Linked DNA regions of Mus musculus: regions 2 and 3 are each linked to region 1. The links are chromatin contacts, called in public Hi-C and Micro-C maps. All regions are on one chromosome and are shown on one strand. The core of a region is the stretch at or near the end of the contact, and the rest is flanking DNA. Distances in the headings are between cores, read along the strand shown. Region 1 holds the start of Cmc2 (COX assembly mitochondrial protein 2). Region 2 holds the start of Tmem170 (transmembrane protein 170). Region 3 holds the start of Dhx38 (DEAH (Asp-Glu-Ala-His) box polypeptide 38).

Region 1 (4,027 bases), core at 568-3,067:
GGATCTGATGGGGAAGGAAAGGCTGACACCTGGTGCCAGTCAGAGGGAGCTTTTCTGTCTCCTTGTCAGACCCTCTTGCAGAAGGGACTGCAACACCAGGGCAACGATGTCTCAGAGATGGGAGGACCACACCGTGACTAGGGCTGCTTAGTTGTGTATACCCTCTGCTTTCTGTTGAATCTTCTGTTTCAGGACTCAACACTTGGTGTGTGGGTCACTAGACCTCTTTGCTCTTCCCAGTGTGGCCACACTGAATACATGTCTCTTTTCTGCCTCTCATTTAAGACTTGTCTTTTTTAGCCAGGCGGTGGTGGCGCACATCTCTAATCCCAGTACTTGGGAGGCAGAAGCAGGCGGATTTCTGAGTTCAAGGCCAGCCTGGTCTACAAAGTGAGTACCAGGACAGACAGGGCTATAAAGAGAAACCCTGTCTCGAAAAAACAAAACAAACAAACAAACAAACAAACAAAAGACTTGTCCTTTTAAGTGGCCTATGGAGCCTAGCTTGTTAGGGCTGCCAGGGCTGGGGGGTTCTGATCCTAGCAATTTCAGTCACCATGAGCCAAATCACACAGCGAGTCTGGTCACCCAAGAACAATCTCATATGCACTTGACTAATGACTGATGGAAGAGTGACTGGATACCCACCCTAAGCGGTATGCACAAGGGAAGGATATAGTTCCACTGTCTGTCAACTATTAAACCAACACCTTGTTCGTGACAACATCTGAGAGCGTTTTCCTGATCCTCAGTGAGGTAAATTAGAGGAGAGTGTATGCAAAGCAGGCATTTCTCCTATCCCAGTACTGACCAGGCCAGATGCGGCTATAAACTTCGGAGATCAGGGCCTTCGGGGTGGGGTGCCCAATCCTTAGCACTTCCGAAGATTCTTAATTCTGAGTGATCTATCTGCACCATGCCCTTCCTAAAAGAAATGACAGAAAGGGCGTAACACATCAACAAAGTTAGCAAGTCTTTGAGTGAACTTTCTGCCCTGTTACTATTTCAATTTCTATTTTCTAGCGCTTTATTCATGGTAGCAGCTAAGACAAGGCTGTTGAATGTACACGTGACAATAACGATCCGGTAGACCCGCATGGAGCACAAGGAGTATAGCAACAGGAGGCATGGACAAAAACTGAGGCGAGGCTAGGAATTAGAGAGCTGACACCTAGGCTCGACGGAACCTAAGGATCAAAGTAAAGCAGCTCTTGAGCGGGCAGCCCGGAGCCTCCATGGCATAAACGCCAAGGGACATAAAACCCCGCCCCACTCCGGGCGGATATGACGCCATGGACGCTCATCCCGGCCCTCTTGGCCCGGACCCGGCCTCCACTAGTGTCACTCCTAGGCTAAGATCCCGTGGCGGAACTGCGCCGTGGCAAGGCCCCCGTAGATGTCTGAGGCCTGGCTCCTGTAGTCCTCCCGCCGCCTCCGAGTCCAATTCGGTGTCGCTGAGGCTGCCTTACCAGTCCACATCGCCCGCCGTCTCTGCAGCGGTTCCCGCCGAGGTGCTTTTGAAGCCGCCAATGGCCGCTCGGGCCCCGCCCACCTGGCAAGCCCTCCGCACTGCTTCGGCTGCACGGGGGGACGCGGCTGTGGGCGCCTGATGGAAAACGCTTTAGATCCCCAGAGTCGCTGTACTCAGAGACAGGATCATGTAAATATAATTGTTCTCCGTCTCGAATTCCACCTGGCAGTCATCTCTGTGTGCTGTCCCCGCCGAGCCCCGGTGGGATGGCCCTAGATCCCCCTCAGCATGGGACAGTGGACCGGTCCAGGCGGAGCGATGCATGCAGGATGACGCATGCGCGGAGCGTCGGTGCTTGCAAGTCCTAAGGGAGCTGCGGGCTCCGTGTCGGTGACTTCTCTTTCTGTGCTTCTTGTAGGGGCTGAGTGACGGTGAGTGTCGGGTGTCCTTCAGCCTCCGGGCATCTGGCTGCCTGTGGCGGAAGGACGCGGCTCTTTAGCTTCCCACGCCGCGCTAGGTTCACCCATGTCCCTGCCCTTGGACCTTTACTAGGAACACTCTTCTTGGTGAGCCGCGGGCATGAGCTGTCACACTGCTGAGATCTGCCCGCCGCTCGCTGGCATTGCGACCTTGGGCGCGCGCCTGGTCGAGTGCGCGTACCCTGCTGCAAAACTTTGGAGATGCGTGACACTGAGGGCGCATTGAGCTAACTGTTCTGGCTGATAACTAATCTAGGGAGCTGCCGTCAAAAGTTTCTTTACTGAAAAGTCACTGGACTGGCTGGTGATGTGGGTATCTGTAAAGATCCCCCACGGTACACTTGACAAGGAAAGTAATGTTTAGGGTCCGTTAGATAGGCTTCGAGGACGACTGTGAGTGTTTTCACAATAGATGTATTAGAAGCCTCTGTTAAAACTTCTCGAAATCAAACAAAACCCCAGGCAAGGAGGGTAGGATGGTTTGCTTCAATCTCAGCTCTGGGGAGGTGGTGGAGGCAAGAATCAGGAATTCAAGGTCACCCTCAGCAACATAAGGAATTTGAGGCTACACTAGACCCTGTGTTAGTAACAAAACCCACTTTAAATGTATGCAACTTTGCCTTGGCAAAGGGATTCTCTTGACATCTTTTCTGTCTTGTACATCCAGGCCTTGGTATTTGGTTGATCGAAGTGAAAATACGCCTCTCCATTTTCAGTGTTAAATGTCAACATTCAGCAGACATTTATTTCTTTTTTCCTCTAAAATTTCCCTGGTCTTAGCAGACTACTTACCTGCCTACCTGGCACTAGTAGGAGATTGTTCCAGAATGATGCAGAGGAGGCCTATTCTTTTTTTTTTTTTTTTTTTTTTTGGTTTTTCGAGACAGGGTTTTTCTGTGTAGCCCTGGCTGTCCTGGAACTCGCTTTGTAGACCAGGCTGGCCTTGAACTCAGAAATCCGCCTGCCTCTGCCTCCCAAGTGCTGGGATCAAAGGCGTGCGCCACCACGCCCGGCAGAGGCCTATTCTTTTGAGAAGCAGTTTTAAGGTGATAGTTGAGAAATGATCATGTGTGTGTGTGTGTGTGTGTGTGTGTGTGCGTGTGTGTGCGTGCACGCCTGCCTGTCAGAAGATGCTCACTGGAGTTAGTTTTCTCCTTCCACCATGTGTGTTTTGAAGATTGAATTCAAGTCCTCATGCACTTGCTGGCCTTAATTAGTGTGTATTTTTGTATGTGTCTGTTTTGGGATTGGGCCTGACCTCAGTCCAGCCAACCCTCATGCTCTATGTCTATATCTGCCTTACGGATTTGAGACCTGCTTTCTCCTTAACTGTGTTAGCTTGCTGTTTTGGCTAGGTTGGCTAGCCATGAGAACCTTCTTGGGGTCTGCCTGACCCGATCTCCGCAATAAGGGGTGCAGACACCTAAGGCACAGCAAGAGCTTTACCCACCAAACATCTCTCCAGCTCCTTGCTTATTTTAAACTATTAGGAATGGCAACTGTAGTGTAAGTTTCTTTCTTGGGCAGCCAGAATAGCAAAATCTCTCTAAAAGAAATACAGATGGCGTTAAAATATAGGGATGTCACCTCTTATAATACCTTCTCTTATCAGCACGCATTTCCTCATACTAGAGTCACTCTATTTAAAAATGTGCTTCCTGGCGCTAAAGCAAGGGATTTGTTCCATAAGGTTGCGTGTTTAGGACTTAGGTTAAATAGAGTTCTTCTTGCCAAGAGTGGAAGAAAACAAAATTAACATTTTATTCTTTGAAACAGCCATCCAGGATAAGCAGTGAGAAAAGCCCATTTTCGTTTCTCAGTTAAAAATAAAATGAAAACAATTTTTCTTTTTTTCTTTTTTCTGGCTAGCACTGTAGTAATATACAAAGTTTAAAAACTTTTGTCATGATGGGAAGAAAATACATGTAGTTATGTGTGTTTGTTTGTCTATGATACACATATATAGATTATTGGCCAAATGCTTTCTCAAGTACAGATACTTATTAAATTGTGGTAGGATTATGTCCAGATAAATGCACTGTAAGTTCAAAACTTCATTTAAAGGGCACGGTAAGGC
Region 2 (3,820 bases), core at 249-2,748, 5.0 Mb after region 1:
ACACCATGACCGAAGCAACTCTTATAAAGGCAAACATTTCATTGGGGCTGGCTTACAGTTTCAGAGGTTCAGTCCATTATCATCATGACAGGAAGCAGGGCAGCAGGCATGCTGGAGAGGGAGCTGAGAGAATCTCAGCAGGAGAAACTGTCTCCTCCGCACTGGGGTGGAGCTTAAACACTAGGAGACCTCAATGCCTGCCTACCCAGTGGCACACTTCCTCTAGCAAGGCCACACCTCCTAATACGTGCCACACTTCGCATGGGCTAAGCATATTCAAACCGGTAGATGGCGTGGTTCAGATCAAAGGTGGATTTTCCACCTCAAAGATCCAGATTATAGGTATTGCTACTTTAAATCCCTCACAGGTTTCGCCAGCCATTGCGGTTTTAGTTCATTCCAGGCGTCGTCAAGTTTACAACCAGGGAGAGCCATGGCCATATGTGTGTGGGAACCTGTGCAGGTCAAAGGACAACTTGCAGTTATGGGTTCTCTTTTACCACGTGGGCTCCTGAGATGGAACTCAGGTCACAGCTCCTAAAAGTTTCAACTTCTGTGACTTAGAGAATTTCTGGTCCTTTTTTTCTTTTTGGTTTTTCGAGACAGGGTTTCTCTGTATAGCCCTGGCTGTCCTGGAACTCACTTTGTAGACCAGGCTGGCTTCGAACTCAGAAATCCGCCTGCCTCTGTTTTGGTCCATTTAAAAAGTCTTATTTTTGCTTGTTGGTTGTTCGGAAGTTGAACCTACAGTCTTTTGTTTTGTCTTGTATTTGCTTTGGTTTTGGTTTTGACAGAGTTTCTCTATGTAGCTCTGGCTGTCCTGGAGCTTATTCAGTAGAGCAGGCTGGCCTCGAACTCAGAAAGCTGCCTGCCTCTACCTCTTGAGTGCTGAGTTTAAAGGCACGTATCACCACCGCCCAGCGAACCTATAGACTTTGACAGGCTAAGCAACTGGGGTTGGAATCTAGGGATGTGCAGCTAGGCTGGTTCTCTGTCAATACATATTCAGTCCTACAGAGAAATTTGAGTAGGCTAGTGGTCACTTAATTTTTATTTTTGGTGATGTATCCTTGTATACTATTTTAAAATGTATGTGAGTCTATGTGTATGTGAAGGTAAAAAGACAACCATGGGAGTTGGTTCTCACCTTTCACCATATGAGTCCTAGGGATGGAAGGCAAATCCTTCATGCTTGGAGGCAAACACCTCGCCTCTACCCGCTGAGCAATCTCACCGGACTTGTCCTACTTAAAGGTGGCACTAAAGAGGGCAGAGCCCAACACACCCAGATGGAGCAGAAGAAACTTGCCACTAGGGGCGCAGCATGCCGTGGGTTTCTCTAATCGAACGCAGCGCCAGGGGGCGGGAACAACCGTTACCCCGCCCCCTCCATCTGCGGCGCCCTGTGATTGGAAGGAGAAACGATTACTCTAGCAGCGCCGTTGGAGTGGGCGGGAGAAGAGGGCCGGCCAAAGGTGACGCCGTGGCTGCGGAGGTGCGGTACTCCGCGGCGCGGCGGGCGGTGGATGGCGGCGGGATGGAGCGCGAGGGGAGCGGCGGTGGCGGCGGCTCAGCCGGGCTCCTGCAGCAGATCCTCAGCCTGAAGCTCGTGCCGCGGGTGGGCAACGGGACCCTGTGCCCCAACTCCACTTCGCTCTGCTCCTTCCCAGGTACGCCCCGCCCCGCGCCTGCGCACTGCGCACCTGTCGCCTGCCTCCCAGGGCGAGGCCGAGGCAGCCCTGGAATCGCACTTGGGGCGACGGCTGTCCAGTCCTAGTGACTGCTAGTATCCTTCCTCTGAGAGCCTGTGTGCTGACGCTGTCCTCTGACTCTGTCCTACACCCACTTTCCCACCAGCCTGCTCAGACCTGTTGCGGATTCCCCCACCCGCACCTAGAAGAACTTAAGACAGAACTTCTAAATTGCTCTTAGCTCTTACCCGGGCTTCGCCGCCTTCTGCCAGGAGGGCTTTTAAAGTTACATTTACATTGTAGAACTGCTACAATTCAGAAAGTTGTGGAGAAGAGAATGATCCCCTGAGGTTATTAATAAAGGCCCTCAGGGGAGGGCATGATTGCTTTGGGTTTTTGAAGGCAAGACGACAGAGGCGGGGGTGGGGTGGGGTGTGGGGGGGTAGGGGTATTAGGACACTGCCGCAAAGAGAAACTAACCCAGTGACGTTGTAAAAGAGGATGACGGGTGGGATTGCTGACTGCAACCTTCGACCAGACACCTGTGAGTCTCATCTACTGGGCAGCGACTGCCAGGCGCCTCTCGGTGGACACCTGGGACCTGCCTGTGTAGTAGCTGACAAGGTGGCTGCCTTTTTGTTTTGTGGCAGCTGAAGATGTTAGCTTGTGATCCTGCCCACAAGAAAAGAGTCTGGGAGTTCAGATTGTTTCCAGAAGTACTAGTGTCCCACCTGACAGTGATTACAAATAAATACATATATAAATAAACAAACAAATCTGAAAGTGATTACAAATAAGTAAACACACAGACACACAGCATTCTGGCGACCTTCTCCAAAAGATGAAGGGTTCTTTCTTTCCTAGGATTCAGTGAGTCTGTTCTAACTCATTTTCTTACTTCTCTCCCAACTATTAAGGAGATTTCCAAACCTGAGAAGGCGAAACAGAGAATAACAAGTACCCATATGCTTAGTTCGGGTGGTAAAAGTCACATGTCTACTTAAAAGCTGAGGCTCATTAGGCACTTGTGAGACCATCATAGGTGGGGTTAGGTAGGCCTAGATGGTAGGCTAGATTATGGGGCCACAGTTGTATATTTGGCTGGTGTTGATGGATGTCTCATGCAAAGCAGGACTATTCTGGTTTTACAGCCTTGGTCACATCAATGTGCATGTGTGTACACATCACAATTTAACTTCCTGCACTGCGGAAGACGAGACATTAGGATTCTTGAGCTCAAAACTTCTGAACCAGGGATGTGTGTCCTGTCACTGTCACGGTGCCCCCAAGTCAGATCACTTCTAAAATCCATAACACGGATAAAGGGATGTTATTTAAATAGGCCTTATTTAAATTTTTCTCTAGTCAACCAAATAGCTTTTTTCTTAAAAACAAAAAATTGCCGGGCATCGTGGCGCTCGCCTTTAATCCCAGCACTCAGGAGGCAGAGGCAGGCAGATCTCTGAGTTCGAGGCCAGCCTGGTCTCCAAAGTGAGTGCCAGGACAGCCAGAGCTACACAGAGAAACCTTGTCTCAAAAAAAGAAAAAAGAAAAAAAATTTTAAATATATGCATGTGTTTGGGTGTGTGGATGTGAGTACAGGTGCCCACCCAGGCCAGAGGCCGGGAGTTACAGGTGGCTGGGCTATCTGACCTGGTTGCTGGAAATAGAACTCAGGTCCTCTGAAAGAGCAGCAACCACTCTATCTCTGAACTGTTTCTTCTTTGTGATTCTTTTTTTTTTTTTTCATTTTGTTTCTGTTTTTATTTGGTGAGAGAAAGAGTTGTTTTACCAAGAAGGAAAAAAGGCAGATGGCCTGTGAGCTGAGAAAAGGGAGCCGGTCAGAAGCCTTACTGAAGTCCAGATGCTAATCAAGAGTCAGACATGAGCCATAATGCGTCAGCGCTCAGGGCTCACTGGGAACTGAACTCAGATCCTCTGGAAGAGCAGCAGCCGCTCCCAACTGCTGAGCCATCTCTCCAGACTCTCCTGAAAATGCTAATCCGCATGATGTATTTGGGTTTTATTCCTGCTATGGCTGTGACAAGGGTACCATTTACCAGGACTCATTCCTTCATCGGGTCACCCTTCTAGCCGATGTGGGCTCCTGACTGGAGGTATAAACCTGG
Region 3 (4,016 bases), core at 138-2,637, 7.4 Mb after region 1:
TGTGCATGTCTTCCTGCCTATATGTCAAATTCCCTGGGACTGGAGTTAAAGATAGATGTGAGGTGCCACGTGGGTGCTGGGAGCTGAATCCCTGGTCATGTGGAAGAGCAGTCAGTGGTCTCAACCTCTGAGCCATCTCTCCAGCCTGTAGGTCACCCTTTAAATAGGGAAGCTGACTTCCAGGAGGGGTTTCATCAACTGTGAGTGTAGAACAAATTACTGATGAAAGAGAAACACAAAGAGAATTTGGACCCGTCTCGCCGTTAGAATTCACGTAAGCAAATCCCGTACTAGTAATAAAAAGAGGAAGGGGGAGTGTGGCGTGTCACCAGAGAGGGTCGGTGTGCTACAGGCCAGATGTTGGAAGGAGGGGGAAAGCGACACCACATCCAAGACAGTGTTCGCATGAGGGATGCAAATGGAGAATCATAAAAATTATGAACACTAAACACATTTGGAAAGCCAAGTTTTGCACGTAGACAAAGGATAGCAAGTTAAAAGGCAGATTTAAGAAATGCATTGAGTCTACAAACACCAAGTGAGACGGTAACACTCAGAATGGAGAGAGAGCGGAGGCATGCCTACTTCGTTGGAATTTGGATGCAAAAGCTCTTTGGAAAGAAAACTGGCCTCCTCTTTACACAACAGCTCTACTTTTGAGAATATGAACATAGACACAAAGACCTATGTTCATGTCTGTCAACAGGGCACTGATAGTAGTAGTCTTGCGAACTATCTTATACAGCTACTAAGAAAAGATTCGGAAGCAGTATGTAAAGTCTGATTCTTCTTTTTTGTAGAAACTTAACGTGTAATGCTTTCATAGGATAATGGAAATAAGCATCCTAAGATATAACCAAAGGACATATCTGAACATGAACTTATTTTCCAAGGATCTCGCTTAGTACCCCAGAGTGGCCTCAAACTTGTGGCAATCTTTATGCCTAAACCTCACAACTGCTGGGATTACAGCGGTATGTCACTTTAATCTACGTCAGGGCTGACGTCTACAAAACACCCAACGCATGTTTTTGATAAGAACCTGGTGGTTGGGTTCCCCCTGGTTCACAGGTGCCATGGAGGACACTTCGGTCTACATGTCAGCAACCCGGGCTCCTCCACCGGTTAGCTAGGGCACAACTGCCTCTTTCCTCACTGCCATCCTGGGAAAGACCCCAACTAACCTGGGCTGTATCCTTAGAAACGCTTCCTCCGACAGGAAAAAAAAAAAAAAAAAAAAAAAAAAATCCTCCCAAACGGAAGTGAGAAACACGGACGCAGAAAACGAACGTGCCACCGCGCGCCCCAGTCAATAGTCCGGTAATCCGACAAGATTATTTTAGTTCCTTTCCACTTTGCACTGGCCGCCAGCGACAGGAAGTGACGTCATTTCCGCCCTTAGTAAACATGGCCGGTCTCGTGTTGTCCTCCCTTGCACACCCCCGAGCCAGAGGCGGGGTGTTGACTCTTACGCCAAGCGCGATTGGTCGCAAGGAGACTCTGAACCCAGAGGAAGAGACTGAGGCTCGGAAGGCCTGTTCGCGGGGTTGCACTCTGGCGTCCCGGAACCCTGGATTTGTGGGCTGCTCTCGATGGTCTTTTTGGACGGATAGAAGGCTCCGCGCAGGGCATTATGGGACGATGATGGCCGCTTTCAAACAGCGGAATTTGCCTCTTTGAGACCCTCGGATCGAGCGGTGGCCGCGCTGGCGTCTCCAGATCAGGAACCGAAGGCCTCGAGAGTCGTGCTTGGTGAGGTGAGCGTCTCTTTCTCTTTCCAGATCTGTCCTTCGGCAGCCATGGCGGCTCCAGGCGGCCGGTGTCGGCTCGCGGCTTCTGTTTGGGCCCTGATTTCAGAGTTCCTCTAGTCCTTGTTACCCAAGTTTCTCTATTTGCTTGAGCGGAGAAGTTCATTCAGCCTTCTCCGGACTTTGTCCATGTTCTGGTCTCATCCCGGTGTTTGGGAACGGCCCCACGGAGATTCAGGGGTCCTCCCTGTGCCCTCGTTTAGGGCAGTACGCGAACCTGGTACCCGATAGTTGGAGAGCCTGGGTAGGGCTTCTGGTGCCTTCCTCCTGTCTCACTGAAGAGTCTCCACTAGATCTGGCGGATAATCTATAAGTAGAGTATTAACCCTAAGAGGAAAGGGCTCTTGTTTTTCCTTTATCGGTATTGTTGAGAATAGCAAGTGGATTAACGACGCATGCAGTAAGCAGTTGCTAACCTGAGAAGTCCATTGTGGCTTCTTTGTCACCGATGTTTCTCCATAGTCTGGCCGTGGACCGCTTTATTTGCTATTTTGAGCCGCTAATTAAGTCCTTCCTTGTCCTGTGTTGTGAATAATTTCCTGTCCAGAGAAATGTCTGACTTCCTGTTCGCTTTCAATAAATGATATCTAATCAGGTTTTTACTTTGCCATTTGTTAACAAGACAGACAGTAGTCTCTGCTTGCATGCAAATGACACTTTAGGATGTAAGTCGTTGTATCTCAGCCTTCCTGTCAAGATTTCTTAATATGCATATAAGATGCGACTTTGTTTCTCTCTTCTACCTCGGGAAACTTTTGCTTCTTCATCCACATTGTGTTGCAGCGCCCCTTGGGAGAGCTGTGCATGTTAATTAGAACACAGCAAAAGAAGTCTAGATTCAAAAGTCACAGTTCTCATGCTTTATAAACTTAATCGGAATGAGAATAATTAACTACATGTCCAACATAGGTCCAAGCTTATAATCGGGTGGTGTTAGATAAAGATGAATTTGACATCAGCCAAACACCTGGGAGGTCTTACAGTCTCTGAAACACGTTCCAGACATGCTCTTTCCTAACATTTCTTGGAAGTAATTTTGGCGAACACAGTTTGTTATTCAAGAGATTTTTTTTTTTTTTTTTTTTGCCTGCTATGGGATGCTTTTTTTCTCTTTTCCCACAAACCACTACTGATCCACAACAAAAGTCAGCAAGTGTGTAGAATATGGATGGTGAAATCGTGTGCTAGCTAACTTCTCTGCTCTGTGGAACTTGTGACTTAAAGGGAATGGGATGGGTGGGTGGGAGAATGCATATCAAAAACCAGGAAGGGAAGTCAGGGTACAGGAGCATAATACCAAGTATGCAACCGTCACATCAGTGTACCAACAATTGATTCTCACAGTGGTTCTGTGGATTGTGGAAAGCAGAAGTGATTGTGGTTTCACACATAGAGAACTAATGACTAACCAAGACAACTGCTTACTGTCCCAAAAAAACCAGAAAATGCCAAGAGCCTGGAGTGAGTTAGTTACTTAGTTTATTTCTTCCTTCCTTTCTTCCTTTCTTCCTTCCTTCCTTCCTTCCTTCCTTCCTTTCTCTCTCTCTCTCTCTCTCTCTCTCTCTCTCTCTCTCTCTTTCTTTCTTTCTTTCTTTCTTTCTTTCTTTCTTTCTTTCTTGTCTCACTAGAGAAGTGGGATGTGCTGCTACAGTTCATATGAAAAAGGCAAGCATGCCTGGCTTGTGTTCAGAGGCAGGGAGCTAATGGGGACTCCTAGAGGTGATTATTTTGGCCCATAAGTGGGAGGAAGTGTGTTCTGTAGAAGAGTGAGATAATGGGCAGAGGGACAAACTGGGAGGGAGAGAGCAAGAGAAGGAGAGAGAAAGAATATAAATGAGTGAATCCTTCACTAAATATCCTAGCTAGTGTGAAACTATGTAGCCCAGACTAGCTTCCCACTTGCCCCCCTCTGGAGCCTCTACCTCCCGTGCTGAGATTACAGGTGCATATCATGCCCAGCTCAATCGCCTGGGTTTTAATCAGGGTTTCTGACTTAAGTCCAGTTCCCCTATACTTCTCTTTATAAAAATCATTCTAGTCTGGTAAGAAGCCCTTAGTGAGGTTGATTCTTGTCTAGATGACACCTTCTCGATCCTAGTGTGTGGTCCATGTCCATGTGTCTCTGTGCCTTTTGGATGTGTTGGGGTGTGGTCCGTGTCCATGTGTCTCTGTGCCTTTTGGATGTGTTGGAGTGGGAACTGGTCAGCT

Evidence for each region. A called contact is a pair of places that touch in the nucleus more often than the background predicts.
Region 2: a contact with region 1 is called in a Hi-C map of B cells, with 5 read pairs. The contact joins the promoter of Tmem170 here to the promoter of Cmc2 in region 1.
Region 3: a Micro-C map of the HL-1 cell line shows a contact between it and region 1, with 4 times the contacts expected there. The contact joins the promoter of Dhx38 here to the promoter of Cmc2 in region 1.

What each region holds. Positions count from the first base shown.
Region 1 is chr8:116,919,226-116,923,252 of GRCm38.p6, reverse strand. It overlaps Cmc2 (COX assembly mitochondrial protein 2), which reads left to right and starts at 1,817. Exons shown (of 4, transcript NM_026844.3): 1 at 1,817-1,902. It overlaps Cenpn (centromere protein N), which reads right to left and starts at 1,513. Exons shown (of 12, transcript NM_028131.3): 1 at 1,470-1,513; 2 at 812-925.
Region 2 is chr8:111,874,353-111,878,172 of GRCm38.p6, reverse strand. It overlaps Tmem170 (transmembrane protein 170), which reads left to right and starts at 1,498. Exons shown (of 3, transcript NM_025781.2): 1 at 1,498-1,670. The coding sequence starts at 1,538.
Region 3 is chr8:109,563,232-109,567,247 of GRCm38.p6, reverse strand. Dhx38 (DEAH (Asp-Glu-Ala-His) box polypeptide 38) reads left to right here and starts at 1,387. Exons shown (of 27, transcript NM_178380.2): 1 at 1,387-1,757. Txnl4b (thioredoxin-like 4B) reads right to left here and starts at 1,356. Exons shown (of 4, transcript NM_175646.4): 1 at 1,185-1,356.